Regions from separate parts of the Drosophila melanogaster genome. Here region 2 is linked to region 1. The links are chromatin contacts, called in public Hi-C maps. All regions are on one chromosome and are shown on one strand. The core of a region is the stretch at or near the end of the contact, and the rest is flanking DNA. Distances in the headings are between cores, read along the strand shown.

Region 1 (2,528 bases), core at 11-2,510:
GATTCTGCGATTACTTGTTATCTCAATTTAACTCATATCTAAGTTATTATGAAAGTTACTGACTAATCCTTGACCATGACGTGTAGTTAAATGTAGTTAAATCTCATCCCTGACCTTATATGCTGAGCATTAGAATTCTAAGCAGATATATAGATGTGACCGTTCTAAGCGCAACCCCTGTAGATGACTCACCGAACACGCATAAAACGAACTTGACCGTGGTGGTGCTGAGCACATCCGCCAGTGTTTGGTCCTTGGACAGCTCGTTCATCAGCGAGTTGAAACCGGAGCTGAGCATGCCGTGCGTTTTGGCCGCCTCGGAGGCCTTCTCGATGCTCTGTTCCAGCACAGATTGGGCGGAGGTGGTCATGTGGGAGAACAACTCCTTTATGCTGGTGAACGGATCCTGGCCGGATGGCACCGCTGGCGCTTCTGTGGGCGTAGCAAGTGCGCCACTGGCCTTGTCCTTGTCCGGATAGAGCCACGACTGCATGCCCATGTCCATCTTTAGTATCTCATCGATGACCATCACCGGTGGCACGCGCATCATCACGTCCACCAGGCCGAGAACCTTCGTCCGCACGGACATGGCTCCCTATATGTATCCGTAACCGTATCCCGTATCCTTCTCCGGGCTTTTGGCCTCCTCGCTTTGCTTTGCTGATCCCGCGTGACTAGGCACTAATCGCGAGCCAATCGAGCTCCAATCTGCATTTGTTGTGGATTCGCCTTCGTCTTGGATTTCGCAAAAAAACAAAAAATAGACGACGGAATGACGATTTGGCTGCGTGAGTGTGTGGGTGCGTGTGTGTGTGCGTTCGCATGCAGCAGGTGCAAATTCCCGCTGGCGCGTCGTGGAAAAGGTCGTTGCGGCAGGCTGCTCGTTTATGCTCCGCTTTTGGCCACACAATTGCGCTGCGCTCTAAACTTTACACTTTTCACAATTGGTTTTTGTTTTTCTCCTCTGCTTCTCCTCCTTCTTCAGCGGCCCATCTATCGATTGGTGCTGCTGCCTATCGCTGCGGTCGCCAGTGCTGCCCCGCGGCCCTGCTTTCGCCGGACTATCGATTGTCGTTGCCAGCTGATCGTGTGGCGCGCTTTTTGAAAATTCCCTCTGCCTTTGAGCCGCGAAACGGCGCGTGTTGCTGCGTGTCGGTCTGGGGTACTGGTAATTTTAGGTATTCTGTTCAAAAACTACGTTCTAAAGGGTCTGGTCTAGCCTTCTGTGTGCGATAGAGAGACACTATTGGGCAGAGTTTACTTTAACTTGAAGCCGATTGAGGTTTGGGTAGCAATTTGGTTACGACTTGTTGCTTCAGTTATTGTTGAAACATTTAACTGCATTTACTATTTAGTTTCTAATAGTTACAGTTTTACATTCACTCAATATACAGCCTAGGCTGGTGTTAACAGAGCTGTTAACTGATATGTCCAGTGTTGACTAGTGCTGCTGTTAACTTGGCGCGCTGTCTACGAAATTTAAATTTGTGCTGAATCCAAAAAGTAATAACTAGCAGGCTAGAATATCCGATTACGTAAGGTATTTCATTTAACATTATGCTTACAGAGGAACGAGCAAACCCCTTAAAACATTTCCTCTGCTCATATTTCCCGAAATGCCCGCAGTTTCTAGTTCTAAAAGCGAACATTTCCTGCATTCTTGCGAATGCGCCCAATTCCAATCCAATCCGTATCCGCAGGGCCCCGAAGTCATTTACGTGAATTTCCTCAATTGTTCGGCCATTAACTTTTGCCATTTGCCACCTTAATTGTTGTTCTTTCTTGTTTTGTGGCACACAGCCCCTGGAAGAAGCCCCACTCCCCCCACCGAAATCCACAACCCTTTTTGCTATGCAAATGCACAAATTGAGGCAACGGCAACGGCAAATGCGATGCAGTCCGCATTTGGGTTTCGTTTTGGTTTCGTCCCCAACGCAACGCTCGTAATTATGCGCAATTGTTTAGCGTTTAGCTAGGAAAGTTCAACTAACATAATTGATTTTTCATGCCGCGCCACAAGAATTTTAAACAAACTGCACAGGTCATAACAAAACAAACAGACGAGGAATGCATGTTTGTCGAATTTTTTGTGTGAGCTACGAGTACTTCTTTTAGTTGTAGTAGTAGTAATGATACATTCACTATTACTATTGTTATTATATTATAGTAAAAATTCACCCAAATTAGTGTTAGATAACCACGATCATTTTCAACTTTGAGAGTGTCTAAAGTTTATGCAATATTCGTTTTTATTTATTCCGCTAATTTGCATAGTTTTCTGAAGTTTTGGGCTGGCGTTTTGTGTTGCATACTTCGTGGGGCTGCAATGTGCGCACTGGCGATTTGAATTCCATTTTGGCAGGACGTGGACGAATAGCTAACACTCCCCGAGGCACTGGCCGCCCAATATGGGCCTCATATATTCAACATAATCAGTGTAATTGTCAGCGCAATGAGCCGGGGGAATCGCTGGGCTACTGGGAGCCCAGTTCGATGGCTCCAAGCATCCAGGATCCGCTCTCTTCGCG
Region 2 (2,528 bases), core at 12-2,511, 170 kb after region 1:
GGGAAAACTGATGTGGGGTTTCATCAGAGATGCGCGCATAAAATTGAAAGAGTATACTAAGTAGCTTACTTTAAAAAATGATGTAAAACTTTGCCGTAAACAAGTATATATAACATTATTTCTGTTTAGTTTCCTGGTCCGTGGGATAGCGTATATAGATAGCCGGATGTGGCACTGTAGCCGGCGTCTCTGGCAGTTGGTCCAAGTAGGAGCAGCCGATGGCCAGGGCGCTGCCATCGGAGCTGAAGTTGAGCGTGGATATGGAGGTATCGTATTCGTGGAACTGACAAAGGCGCTTCTTGTTGAAGCCATCCCAAATGTTCACAATGCCATCGGATCCGCCAGTGGCGAACGTCTGATAGACATTGTGGAAACTCAAGGCATTAACGGGGTAGATCTGTTCGATATTCTGCTCCCTATTCCGGTGGCACTTGAAAGCGAACTTGCGGCGCTGCACCTCAGGATCGTGATCCAGGTACTCCACTGCCACCCGTCCCTCGATGGAGGACATCACGTAGCCTTCTTTGTTGGGGAATAGACGAATGCAGCGGGTCTGGTACTTGAGCGAGGACTCCCGCTTCATGATGTAGCTGTCCATCTTGCGAAGGTCCCAGATGAGCACCTTGCGGTCGGAGGTGGCCACCACGATCTTTTCGTCGATCACGGACATGGAGTACACCTTTCCGTTGTTCTGTTCGAAGGTTCCAACGCAGCGCTTCTCCCGCATGTCCCACAGCTTCACGGTATTGTCCCAGCTACCCGTGAGGATGCCATTGACATACTCGGCGTGCTCCACGCATCTGATGGGCTCCTCGTGGGCACCAATTATGCTTTCCGCCTGGGTGTTGACATCAAAGAGACGCAGCTGGTTGTCCAGGGAGCCACTGACCACGTGCACTATGTCCTGCGGATCGTTGGTTGAATAGGGGATTGTTAATGTGTACGAAGGAGTCTCACCATGAAGGCACAGTCGAGAAGAGGGGCATCCTGCACGAATTTCTGACGCAGCTGGTTTGCCGGCACATCATAGAATCTAAGTGTTCCGTCCCAAGAAGACGCCGCCATGTATTGATTCGATTTGGGGCCGAATTTCACAGCGGAGATCAGGTCCTCCGGCGGATTGTTAAGCTTGAACTCTGGGGGACGCATTTTGTCAAGTTTTCTGCTAGCAACTTGTGGATAATAAAACAATAAATTCAAACAGAAACTGCTTAAAACAAATCAAACTCCGAATTTGCACGGCGTCTGGAGAAGAGATGCGAGTATTTCGATATCACTATCGATACATTGCATATTTGCATCAAGGGGACTCCCTAAACAGGTACACTTTTAATAATGTAAAAAATTTTACAAACCCCTGTTAAACCAATATAAATTTAGTTTTTGTGGTAAGTATCTATCTGATAAATACACCCTCTCATTATGAGCATTGTAAGCTTGCAGTCAGCAGTAACCGATAACCGATATCAAGCGATCGATTTGGCGGCGAATCTGCCCATCTCTATAAGCGACGCCACTCAATTCAGAAGATACAATTATTATTTCGCGGTAAATAGGAGTAATAACCGCCATGGAGGAATCGCACGACTTCCAGTTCGTCCTTCCCCTGAATGCATCTGATCTGATCAACTCCAGCGGAGATCAGTATTACGTGAAGGAGATTTTTGGCGCCCAGGAGATTCCCGCGAAACTACAAGGTAAGTTTCCGTTTTCGCGGTTGGTTTTTAAATTGAGTACAGTTTTCGGACGCGCAATCTTCATGTTTCCTTCCCAGAATGCAAGCGCAAAGTGCACTTGGGCGATCCTTTTTATATATTCGAGCACTTCGACTTGTATTACTCGATCATCGAGGCCCGCGGTTCAGATGGCGCCTCTGCACAGAATCTAATGAGGTCCTTTGACCTGCTCTACCTGACCGTGGAGAAACTGTTCCAAGACTTGCAGCCCCTGCTGACGGCCAGTGAGCCCATGTCTAACCAGCAGCGCAATAGTTACCTCAACCTGACCAAAATGACGCTGTTCCTCCAGGTGAGCACCGTCAAGAAGATCAACAACAGTGTCCAGCAGGCCATGCGGGATCAGCAGCTCAATGTTCAGAAGAAGCGTGCCAAGCCATCGGAGGGATTGGAGCAGTTTCCCAACTGGGAGGTTAAGCGCGGCAAGTTCTTGGTGCAGCTCTTCAACGTGCTGCAGTGCCCGCTGGAGAAGCTCTGGAGTCCGCCCGTAGCCGAGGAGGACTTTATAAAGTAAGAGCAAAGCATTTAGCATCCTATTTCTTCGATCTGCAATGTATCCATCTTCCCCAGTTTGCTCTGCGACCCCTGCTATCGAACAATCGAACTTTTGCCGCTTCGCATGGACAACAAACACGTATTCGACACGATCTTCCAGATCTTGGGCACATCGATCAAGCGCTTTAACCAGGCCATGACCTTCCCGGTGCGCATTCTGCAGATCCTACGCGGTACCGAGCATGCAGCCCATTCAGTAGCAGCTGGAATTTTGCTTCTGCACGAGGAGTACGGAAT

What was found. Hi-C and Micro-C count contacts between places; a contact is called where the count stands out from the background.
Region 2: a contact with region 1 is called in a Hi-C map of the Kc167 cell line, with 1.6 times the contacts expected there. The contact joins the promoter of Bub3 here to the promoter of Trc8 in region 1. A contact is called at or near these places in 28 of 107 Hi-C or Micro-C datasets (the Clone 8 cell line, the D17-c3 cell line, the Kc167 cell line and 10 more) and 2 of 6 datasets of contacts at active chromatin or transcription factors (both in the Kc167 cell line).

The regions. Positions count from the first base shown.
Region 1 is chr3R:29,502,537-29,505,064 of dm6, forward strand. Trc8 (TRC8 ring finger protein) reads right to left here and starts at 1,261. Exons shown (of 7, transcript NM_001276141.1): 1 at 193-1,261. The coding sequence starts at 589.
Region 2 is chr3R:29,674,160-29,676,687 of dm6, forward strand. Bub3 (Bub3,) reads right to left here and starts at 1,262. Exons shown (of 2, transcript NM_001300658.1): 1 at 958-1,262; 2 at 1-904. The coding sequence starts at 1,149. The coding sequence ends at 116. ppk19 (pickpocket 19) reads left to right here. Exons shown (of 5, transcript NM_143451.2): 5 at 1-64. The coding sequence ends at 64. It overlaps Cap-D2 (CAP-D2 condensin subunit), which reads left to right and starts at 1,492. Exons shown (of 6, transcript NM_143452.3): 1 at 1,492-1,697; 2 at 1,775-2,246; 3 at 2,307-2,528. The coding sequence starts at 1,571.